Regions from separate parts of the Zea mays genome. Here region 2 is linked to region 1. Evidence: chromatin contacts called from public Hi-C data. All regions are on one chromosome and are shown on one strand. Each heading gives the region's core, a stretch centred on a gene start, on an enhancer-like site or on the middle of the called end of the contact. The rest is flanking DNA. Distances are from core to core; before and after follow the strand shown.

The links. A called contact is a pair of places that touch in the nucleus more often than the background predicts.
Region 2: a Hi-C map of leaf shows a contact between it and region 1, with 8 times the contacts expected there. The contact joins the promoter of LOC100281473 here to the promoter of LOC103626504 in region 1. A contact is called at or near these places in 16 of 25 Hi-C or Micro-C datasets (bundle sheath, ear, endosperm and 5 more) and 1 of 3 datasets of contacts at active chromatin or transcription factors (leaf).

The regions. Positions count from the first base shown.
Region 1 is chr5:68,418,151-68,424,083 of Zm-B73-REFERENCE-NAM-5.0, reverse strand. LOC103626504 reads left to right here and starts at 3,022. Exons shown (of 17, transcript NM_001352177.1): 1 at 3,022-3,991; 2 at 4,153-4,263; 3 at 4,357-4,473; 4 at 4,566-4,733; 5 at 4,825-4,986; 6 at 5,868-5,933. The coding sequence starts at 3,284.
Region 2 is chr5:68,794,450-68,799,610 of Zm-B73-REFERENCE-NAM-5.0, reverse strand. LOC100281473 reads left to right here and starts at 1,329. Exons shown (of 8, transcript NM_001196170.2): 1 at 1,329-1,962; 2 at 2,072-2,598; 3 at 2,727-2,777; 4 at 2,863-2,970; 5 at 3,215-3,310; 6 at 3,395-3,496; 7 at 3,576-3,635; 8 at 3,744-4,195. The coding sequence starts at 1,437. The coding sequence ends at 3,809. LOC100272874 (ankyrin-3) reads right to left here and starts at 1,085. Exons shown (of 3, transcript NM_001147327.1): 1 at 437-1,085. The coding sequence starts at 550.

The DNA.
Region 1 (5,933 bases), core at 1,773-4,272:
TATGAGAATCAATGCCTATGGTTGAACAAGTGAAAATCTACAACAGAGGTATGTTTCTAAGTCTTAGTACATTGGTTTTGTGTACTAATATCTTGTCTAAGTGTTAGAAACAGGAAGAAGAAGAAAAGAAAAGAAGTGGAGAGTGGCTGTGTACAGCCAAAGGCTGTTTCGGGCTGGGGCACCGGACTGTCCGGTGTGCACCGGACAGTGTCCGGTGCGCCAGACCAGCGTGGAGCAAAACAGTCGCTCTCGGGTTTTTCTCCGGCGACTTCGGCTAAAATTCACCGGACTGTCCGGTGTGCACCGGACTGTCCGGTGAGCCAATGGTCGGCCGGGCCAACGGTCGGCCGCGCGATCGGCGCGCGACACGTGGCCGAGCCAACGGTCGGAAAGGTACACCGGACTGTCCGGTGTGCACCGGACATGTCCGGTGCGCCAACTGTGCGCAGATCTGCATCAGAAAGCAACGGTCGGATGAGCTTTTTATGGAAACAAATCGGGCACCGGACAGTGTCCGGTGTGCACCGGACTGTCCGGTGCGCCACGAGACAGAAGGCAAAGATGGCCTTCCAGATTTGTTCCCAACGGCTCCTAGCTGCCTTGGGGCTATAAAAGGGACCCCTTGGCGCATGGAGGAATACACCAAGCATTCCTACAACCTTTCTAAGCACCAAGACATTGATCTAGCGCATTCGATTCATTGTGATAGCATATAGAGCTCTTGTGGAGTGGTGTACTCTTTGAGTTGTGTTGCGAGCTCTTATTGCTGCTTGTGTGCGTGTTGCTCTGATCTTTTGAAGTCTTGTGTGCGTTGCTCATTCCCTCCCTTGCTCCATGATTCTCTGTGAACATCTTTTGTAAGGGCGAGAGGCTCCAAGTTGTGGAGATTCCTCGCAAAAGGGATTGAGAAAAGAAAAGCAAGAACACCGTGGTATTCAAGTTGATCATTGGATCACTTGAGAGGAGTTGAGTGCAACTCTCGTCCGTTACGCCACAACGTGGAGTAGGCAAGTTTTGTACTTGGCCGAACCACGGGATAACCACCGTGTCATCTCTGTGATTGATTTCTTGTGGTTATTGTGTTTTGACTCCTCTCTAGCCACTTGGACATATTTGTGCTAACACTTAACAAGTTTTTGTGGCTTAAGTTTTGAAGTTTTACAGGATCACCTATTCACCCCCCCCTCTAGGTGCTCTCAGTATTTGCTGTGATCCTTGTGTCTTGTGTGAGTTGCTAATCCCTCCCTTGCTCTGTGCTTCTTTGTGAACATCTTTGTAAGGGCGAGAGACTCCAAGTTGTGGAGATTCCTCGCGAACGGGATATAGAAAAGAAAAGCAAACACCGTGGTATTCAAGTGGGTCTTTGGACCGCTTGAGAAGGGTTGATTGCAACCCTCGTCCATTGGGACGCCACAACGTGGAAGTAGGCAAGTGTTGTACTTGACCGAACCACGGGATAAACCACTGTGTCTACCTGTGTTGATTCTCTTGTGGTTATTGTGTTTCGCTAAGACTCTTATCTAGCCACTTGGCAATACTGTGCTAACGCTTAACCATGTTTTTGTGGCATTAAGTTCAAGTTTTACAGGATCACCTATTCACCCCCTCTAGGTGCTCTCAAGAGGGCGAGTGGATCCGTCATCAGTAAGACGGAATATGCGGGACCGGGCTCAAGTTGGCGGCTGGTGCGGACGGCTCCGTTTGAGGCCGAGGGGCGGACGACTCCATAGATGACGGCGTGCGGGCGCGAGAACGGATGAAACCGGGAGGACGGTAGCGCGCGGACCAGAAGCACATGGCACACTAGGTCAGGGGTAGTCTGACGATAGGGTGGGCAAAGTGAGGCAGGGTAGGGCGGGGGCATGGTTGTGCCGTGGTCTACATTATTGACTTAATAGATAGTAGAGAACAATAGCTTATTTGAGATTATTTTTGGCAAAAGACCCACTACCCCATGGTTATGTAAATAGAAATTACAATATATGCCATCATTCTTTCCTCACTTGAAATAAACAAACAAGGGTACTGCTGTCTTTATGAATAATCTACATTTGTATAATCTAGACTACCAAACAACTATATGTAGATTATAATATGTATAGATTATAATCTATATTATATAATTTAGATTATAATCCAGATTATAAAATCTATAAGATGAAACAAACAGACCCTTAGAGCATCTCCAGTAGTTATGTAAACAAGTCCCTAAATATGAATTTAACAAGTTTTCGATAAAAACTATTCTCCAACAGTTATGTAAATCAGTTCCCTAAATGTACAAACTCCCTACAAAACACAATTTCATCCCTACATTTACCAACCTTGTTGGGACTCACTAAATCAACGTTGGTACTAAATCCATCATGAAAATAATACTTTTGCCACTGTTTTGCGCTGTCCCACTGTCCTGTTGACCACAAATCCATCTCTAACGCCTAGATGTCTTGTGCCGTCACTGTTAGACAACCTCTTATGCGGAGGCGTCGTTAGAGCACATCCTGTGATGTCTTCGCGTCATCGCCACGTCCGTATGGTCTTCCATCGATAACTTCGACATCAGGGAAGGTTGTTGATATTGATTTCTACCGCCGACTCAATTAAAATTAGAAAGCAAGCTCACTTATTTTTTTTGTTGACGTAGACAACTTTAAAATTAGCAACCAATAAATAGGAAACTGTTGGATCACATACATTTTTCTACTTCTTAAAGTGTTTTAGCAACTTCTTAAATCTATAATTTAGGATGCTAAATTTACATAAGTATTGAAGATGCTCTTAGTAAGCTAAAAAACAACACCAAACACTAGCACAAGAAAGAGAGGCAGATAGGCATCGAGAGTGGCAACCGGGAGATCTGATGAAAGGCCGTCCAGGCGGTCCGGTCCAACAGTCCGTAGATCCGCATAGTGCAGCTTGATTGATGGGATGAGAGCCCATGAAGGGATGGCCGGCCCAGGCCTGGAGTTGCCGACCACGAGAGATCCTGACCAGCAGTTGCTGGGCTGTGTGTGTGTCTGCGTCTGTCACTCTCCTCTCTCGCGTCTTGGTCCTCCTCCTCCCCTTCATCGAACGAATCCATCCAAGGCAAAAGGGAACGAGGGAAGCAAGCAAAAAATCCCCAATTCCTCCTAGATCGATCCACCGCCGACGGGACGAATCCAATCCAGGAGCTATCGGCTGGAATTGGATTCACGCGCACCCGCCCGCTGCCGCTGGCCGCCGCCTAGTCTCGGCCGGCCGGCCGACCGGCCGCCCTCCCCGCGCGCGCGCCTTGCCTTGTATGGAAACACGCAGCAGCAGTCGCAAGCGCGCAGCGGCCGCCGCCTCCTCGTCCGCCTCCAAGCGCCCCCGCCGCAACTCCTCTTCCTCCTCCTCTGCGCCGCCGCGCCAGCAGCCACCGATGGAACCCTCGCCCTCCTCCCGCCGCCGCTCCCGCGCCGCCGCCGCCGACAAGGGCAAGGACCCCGACCCCGCCTCCTCCGACCACCCTTCCCCACCCGCCCCTGACGATGACGCCGACGTCACCTTCCCCCAGCCCTTCACCTCCGCCAGCACCGCCCTCCAGGGCCTCCTCCGCAGGCTCGGCGCCGGCCTCGACGACCTCCTCCCATCCTCCTCCTCAGCGCCCTCCTCCGCCACGTCCGGTCACCTCAAGAGGATCCTCGCCGGCCTGCAGGCGCACGGCGACGAGTCGCGCCAGCTCCAGTCCCTCATGCAGCTCTGCGAGATGCTCTCCATCGGCACCGAGGACTCGCTCGCCGCCTTCCCGGTCGATGCTTTTGTCCCAATCCTCGTCGGGATGCTCGGCCGCGAGGACGAGCCTGCCACCGCTGGTGCCAGCCCCGACGTCATGCTGCTCGCGGCGCGGGCACTCTCCAACCTCGTTGATGTGCTCCCCTCCTCCTGCTCCGCGGTCGTGCACTACGGGGCCATACAGTGCTTCTGTGCTCGACTGCTCACCATCGAGTACATGGACCTCGCTGAGCAGGTGGTGCCTTCCCTTTGTCTTCTTCTTCCTCGTTTTATCCTGTATCATCGCTCATCCTCACTATCATCTAAAAATGAAATATGATCAGTCATCCTCTGCATGCATGCCCTTAGCCCCTTACCAAGGTGCTGCTAACACATTTACTTTACTCGCCTGCTCAGTCTCTACAAGCCCTTAAGAAGATCTCTCTGGAGCACCCAACTGCCTGTTTGCGAGCTGGTGCCCTAATGGCTGTTCTATCGTATCTCGACTTCTTCTCCACTGGGGTTCAGGTCGGGTCCTCTGATCTCCTTACAACCGTTCTTATCTTGTGCACTGTTTGCATCTACTTACACCTCTTCCCATGGGGGACGTACTTGTTGTAGAGGGTAGCCTTGTCTACCGCTGCAAATATTTGCAGGAAGCTGCCGTCCGATGCTTCCGAGTTTGTCATGGAAGCTGTCCCCTTGCTCACGAATCTTCTAAATCACCATGATTCCAAGGTACTTTGCAAGCTCAGACAACCATACCTCTGGATTATGATATATTGAGGTATATCATGTATTTCCCAACCCTTCATCTATGTGCCTTACAGGTACTAGAGCATGCTTCTGTTTGTTTGACACGCATTGCTGAAGCTTTTGCCTATTACCCCGACAAACTTGATGAACTCTGCAATCATGGATTAGTTGCTCAAGCTGCTAGCTTGATAGCTGTTGGCAACTCATCTGGCCAGACATCACTGAGCACATCCACATATACAGTATGGGCCATTTTATTTTGATACCCTTTTATTGTTTGCTGTGGCCCCTCTTTCTCACACTTATGCTAAAATTAGGTTGCACGCTTTTCAGGGCTTAATCCGTCTTCTCTCAATATGTGCAAGTGGATCCCTGCTGGCAGTTAAAACACTACTTCTTCTTGGGATCAGCGGCACTCTTAAAGATATCCTTTCTGGCTCTGCTTTGATTTCTGGAACATCAGTCTCCCCTGCTGTAACAAGGCCTGCAGATCAGGTGAATATTTCTATCACTGACTTAGGACTTGACTATTCTGCTAGTGCTGGCCTTTTAAAAAAAAATCAATTTAGCCACAATTTCTCTCTGTGATTGGATTCAATAAAATTCCGATTTATCAGTGAAAAATTAGGCTTTGGCATCTCACACTTTCTGAAATTACATCTACCACACGTATCATGCAGACTTTTAGAACTCTAAAGGCGACATCACATGTTCATAATTATATGTACCATTGAGCAATTGTTTGGGTGATTTTTTTGAGCATTGAACATAGATGCTAAAATGTCGGGAATTGTGCTCGTCTTCTTAAACCATGCAAATAATCATTCAAAAGAGCAGTGAACTAGTATTTTCAAAGGCCTGCATACTTTCGTTGTGCTTTTATATTGCCTGAGTAAGTCTTTTGAAATGTTTTAATGAAGCAGAAAATGTTGATTTATGGCACACAGGGGAACAAAAGTCTCACTTGTAATATGATAGAGCAAAATCTCATTTGGATTAAGTAGCTGCTGTGATTCTTGTCGTCTTATTTTCTTCCTAGTGTGGTGCAAGTAAATTGTGCTTTTGGTCAATCGCATTTGGTATGGTACAGATCGAAGAGTTTTTTTTCCATGCTATACAATTGAGTATGAATATATAATGCCATCTCAGCTTCTGCTTGTTGCTGTCTTGCTTAATTGCTAAAATCATTTGTGGTACATACACACACGAGTCTGGCATTTTTTGAGTATGATCGTCTGCAACAGCTGCTGTATCTTCTCACCTAGCTGCTGAAACATTAATTCTTGAAACCCACACTGTTTGACTCATCAGTTTCATGCACCTGTATGTTTTTTGTTGTACAAATGTTTTTCATATGTTTACCCCAAATATTGCAGATGTTTGAGATTGTGAGCCTTGCCGATGATTTGCTTCCGCATATCCCTGCGAGAATCATTAAGTTA
Region 2 (5,161 bases), core at 80-2,579, 380 kb before region 1:
CCAACACGTGCTGGAATCTGTATATGGTATCTGACGATATGGATAGAAACGGTTACACTCTATTTCCATCGTATATTACACATAATAAGAACTAGTTTGGGAACTCCATTTTTCCAAGGGATTCCTATTTTCCTAAGGAACAATGAACTAATTTCTCTTAGGAAAATAGAAATCCCTTGGAAAAATGGGATTCCCAAACTAGCCCTAAGTTGGACATTTGCTGGCCACCTTTGGCAATATTTTATATACCAGATCATCAATCAATACAATGGCGGGCTCCTTTTCCCCCTTCAAACGTTTTGGTAAATTGTATGGGTTCACAATCTAATCTAGTTTATGGGTTCACAATCTAATCTAGTTTGGTATAGCATGCAATGTATCATCAATCATTAAGAGAAATACAAAGGTAGAGAGGTTATGTATGAATGATGGTTACCTCCTTGAGGTCTCCCTTGCGAGCAGCAACATGGAGCGGGTTCCAGCCACGGTCGTCCGCGTCGTGGCAGCTCCGAAGGCGGCTCATGCTGAGCGACCTGCGCACCTGCACCATGGTATTTTGGTATCCTTGGCGGCTCCTCGAGCAGCAGGACAGGGGAGGATCTCGAGACTCAGATCCAAAGCAACGGAACAATGAAACGAACGGGAGTAAAATAGCGGGGATCGGTTCCGATGGAGGAAGCGGCCGGGGGCGGAGGCGGAAGCACTCAGAGATCGGAATCGGAGAAAGAGGGATAGGAGGAAACGGCTAGCGGGAGTAGTTGCCCATGCCGAAGGGAGCCAAGGGATTCAAGCCGGGTCCGAGGGCGCGGAGGTTCTTGTGGAGCATCGGCGAGGAAGACGGCGGCGTCGATGAGCGGCACGGGGCGTAAACCATAGTATGGAGGCACGTGCTGTCTGGTCTGGTGGTGGTGCCGGTGTATTTGTTCCCTTCTCGTTCCCTACTCCAATCGAATCGGAATTCGACCGCCAGGCAGTCTAGAGGAAGTCGGAATTGGGGATCATTGCTAGCCTATCCCGCCGCCGATCTGCGTCTGCCTGGTGGTGGTGGTGGGAGCGAGAGCCGAGAGGGAAGAGGCAAACCCTAGAATTTATTATTTAGGAAGAAGAACAACAAATCAGAATCCAATTCCCATCCTTCTTATTTTTGTTTTCTGAGACAAACTTCTATTTGTGGATGGATAGACAGAATTGCCCCCGAGCGGCCAAAACGGAAACGACCCGAGCCGACCAAGCCAGGGTTCGTCGGGTGCCCGTGCTGCTCAGATGACGCAAGAGGTAGCCCATGGACTAGGAAATGGAGGCCCATGAAGGGCCCACCTAGATTTCATTCCGCTACGGTTGCGACGGACGATGATTCCCACTCCATTTTGTTGCGGTGCAGAATCCCACCCGCCGGCAAAAACCCTCTTCTCCTTCTTCTCTCCGCCGCCGCCGCCATGGCCGCCGCCGTCGCACGCTCCCGCGCCGCCGCGGCGTGGGTCCGCCTCCTTTCCTTGCGTCCGCATAGCCTCGCGGGTTCCACCGCACTCCCACGCCACGGCCATCACCTAGGCTCGCGGATCACGCCGCCGCGCCGCCACCTGGCATTCTCCGCCTCATCCGGGGACGCCAGGCCCCACCAGAAGTTCCAGAGCGAGTGGGTCGTGCACGAGCTGCTCGCTGAGGTCGAGCGCGAGCGCCAGCGGGAGCGACAGGACCGCCGCGCAAAGGACGGCAAAGACCAGGAGGAAGAGCCGGAGGAAGACGAAGAGGACTACATGGGCGTCAAGCCGCTCATTGAGAAGCTCGAGCGACGCAAGACCAAGGATATGGCCGCCGGCGAAGGCTTCTGGGAGCCCACCGACTCCGACAGCGACGAGGACGACGAGCGCTACACGCCCGATGCCATCAAGCAGCGCGTCGACGAGTTCGAGCGCAAGTGCAAGCGCCATGAGGAGTTCCTGCAATCATTCGCAGAGGCCGGTAATGAACCTACTTACCAGCCTCATCTCATCCCGTCCTCCATCCATTTCCGCCTCGTTTATTCCTTCAACAATTCTCTGTCTTTTGCTGCCATGGCCAAATGTGACAGACACCCTAGACGAGGCTCACAAATGGATGACCAAAATCAACAACTTTGAGGAGCGCCATCTCAAGCTGCCACTGGAGTACAGGGTCATCGGCGACATGATGAACCGTCTCAAGGATGCCACGGGGAAAGAGCGCTTCGTTCTCCTTCAGAAGCTCAACCGAGCCGTCAGGATCATGGAAATCAAGGAAGCCTACGACCCCAGTAACCCTGCAAACTTTGGGATCATCCAGCACCAGCAGGTTGGTTCTCCTGAGGATGTCGTGCTCAATGCCGGCTTTGATAAGGAGAAGCAGATGATCCAAGGGGCAGAACTTGAGGATGTCGACGAGGAATTCAATGATGTGAAGGAGAGGGATGATATTCTCATAGATAAACTCGATGCTATTGAAAAGAAGATTGAGGGGAAGCTAGAACTGTTGGATCATACCTTCGGTAAGAAAGGCAGAGCTTTGGAGGAGGAAATCAAGGATTTGGTGGAGGAACGCAATTCCCTGTCCGAGAAGAGCAGGAGACCTATGTACAGAAAAGTAAGTAGAATCATCAATTGAAAATAGTCCAATCAGCCTAGCAATCTTTTGATTGGATATATCTTCCATCGATGTCTTTCATGTTGCTTTATGTGCTAACATGGATATCATCATGACACACCTTACAGGGTTTTGATGTGAAAGTTATCGATGTTAACAGGACATGCAAAGTCACAAAGGTTATCGTTCTTTGTTTGAGTGACTTCAACTGATAATTAGTCTTTTCGCCAACTCTGTTGCCTAATTTTACATCTTGTTTATCAGGGAGGCCAAATAGCAAAATTCACAGCGCTATTGGCCACTGGAAATTACAATGGTGTTGTTGGCTTCGCTAAGGCTAAAGGCCCAACAGCCAAGATTGCAATACAGAGAGTATGGATGATTTACCTTTCCAAACAAATTACTAAACTCGTTCATGGTGCCATTTAAGGCAGTAGCATTGTGTGTGTGTGTGTGTAGAATCGTTGATCTCAGAAATATGTGATAGTTACCTGGGATCTCTCATGTATGCTAGATGGTTGAGCAACTGGTTTCATGCTTCATTCGGAATTAGCTGAGTCAACTGAGGCATCTAGGTCTGACAGGAAGTGTCTTTTTTAATTATTCTTTTCACCAGGCGTATGAGAAATGCTTCCAGAATCTCCACTACATGGAGCGATACGAGGATCACACAATCGCTCATGCTATCCAGGCCAAATATGAGAAAACAAAGGTGAACACATGGAAATACCGAATTTCTCTTATATTTGTCAATCCTGCTGTGGTAACTCTGGTGGACCTGATTGTGTATCTTAAGATATATCTCTGGCCTGGGCCAATGAGGAGTGGAATGTCTGCTGCTGGTAGGACTGTTGAGACTGTGCTGTACTTGGCTGGTTTCAGCAATGTCAAGACAAAGGTGTGATTCTTGAGTCCCAGCTATCACTATCAGTCCTTTTTCAAAATTGTGATTTCCTTTCTATTTTTTTCTTCTGCAGATTATCGGATCAAGGAACCCACTTAATGTGATTAAAGCTCTCTTCATAGCTTTGAATGCTGTATGTGCCCATTTCTTGCTCAAAATCTGCCCAATTCAATCTCCTCATCCTTGATATTTATTTGTTTATAGATCATCTTCTCAAATTTTTCAATCATTTTGCTTCCAGATTGAAACCCCGAAGGATGTCCAACAGAAGTTTGGGCGTACTGTCGTCGAGTCATATTTATTGTGATCATCATGATTGTTTGGAGGACACAGAGGCGAGCGGAGCCTGTATAGGTTTTGCCATGAGAAGACCAAAGAGGCAAATGCCAGGTCCAACCAACGTGAGCCCTCTTTGTTTTGGACTTTTGGTGGTGATGTTGACCAGACCATTGATGTTGAAGTGGCAAGAATGTCAGTGTCAACAGTAATCGGATAAATAGATGGTATTTCCCTGACCCTTTGTTTGTAGAACTTGAATGAACCTGGGGACAGAAACACATTTGAGGGTTCTTGTATAAATCAAGGTCAAGATCAGAATTGCCTCGTCGTGCCTTTGTTTTGTTACCATAGCTTCTTCTCCCTACATACTGTTGTTTGGATGATAAATTTAATTGAATATTAATTTCTCCTGAACTGGTTGGACAGGTGAGAAAGTAGTAGGACGGGTTATTCATCCCAGAATGCTACAGCTGTATTGTCTTGTTAATTGTGGCATTTACATACCATCCGTTTGGTTTATTGGCACCACATCTACATACAAGTATAAGTAGATACAAATTAGATAAATGAACACGACGATTTGTTTATCGAGGTTTGGTTTTAAAGAACCTAGTCCTCGTTGAGGAGACCCCAAAGGTCAGGTCTATTCCAACCCTTTCCCTCTCTTAATCGGTCACACAGACCGTTCGAGTGCTTCTTCTTAATCACTTGGGTCACTAAGACCCCGCAAGGATCACCATACATTTAGGTGTCTCTTGCTAGCTTTACAAAGCACTTAGAAGAATTAGAATGAGAAGTAGAAAGCAATCCAAGCAACAAGAGCAACAAAGAGAAACTTTAAATACCCTCTCTCAAGTCACTAAGTAATTGAGTTGAGTTTGAGACTTCGAGAGGATTTGATCTTTTAATTGTGTCTTGGAGTGTAGACTATTTTGCTCTTGTCTTGAATGTGGAGTTCAGAAAACTTGAATTGCTTGGATGGTGGTGGTTGGAGAGTATTTATAACTCCAATCACTATTCTAGTCGTTGTCGTCGATGGCACACCGGACATGGCACTGTTCATTATCCGGTGCGTGCCACGTCAGCTGCTCGTTGGGGTTTGGAGAGGTTGACCGTTGAAGTCCTTTGTCCTTTTGCGGCATCGGATAGTCCGGTGACACACCGGACAGTCCGGTGCGTTCTGACTTCGCAGCTCTGACTTTTGACTTCTGCACCGTGCATTGTGCATTGTTCACTGCAGTCGACCATTGTGTGCAGTTGATCATTGCTCCGTTGGCGCACCGGACATGTACAGTGTACACCAGACAGTCCGGTGAATTATAGTGGAGCGACTCTGGGAAAAACCCGAGAGCGACCAATTCGTAGGTGCCTTGGCCTAGG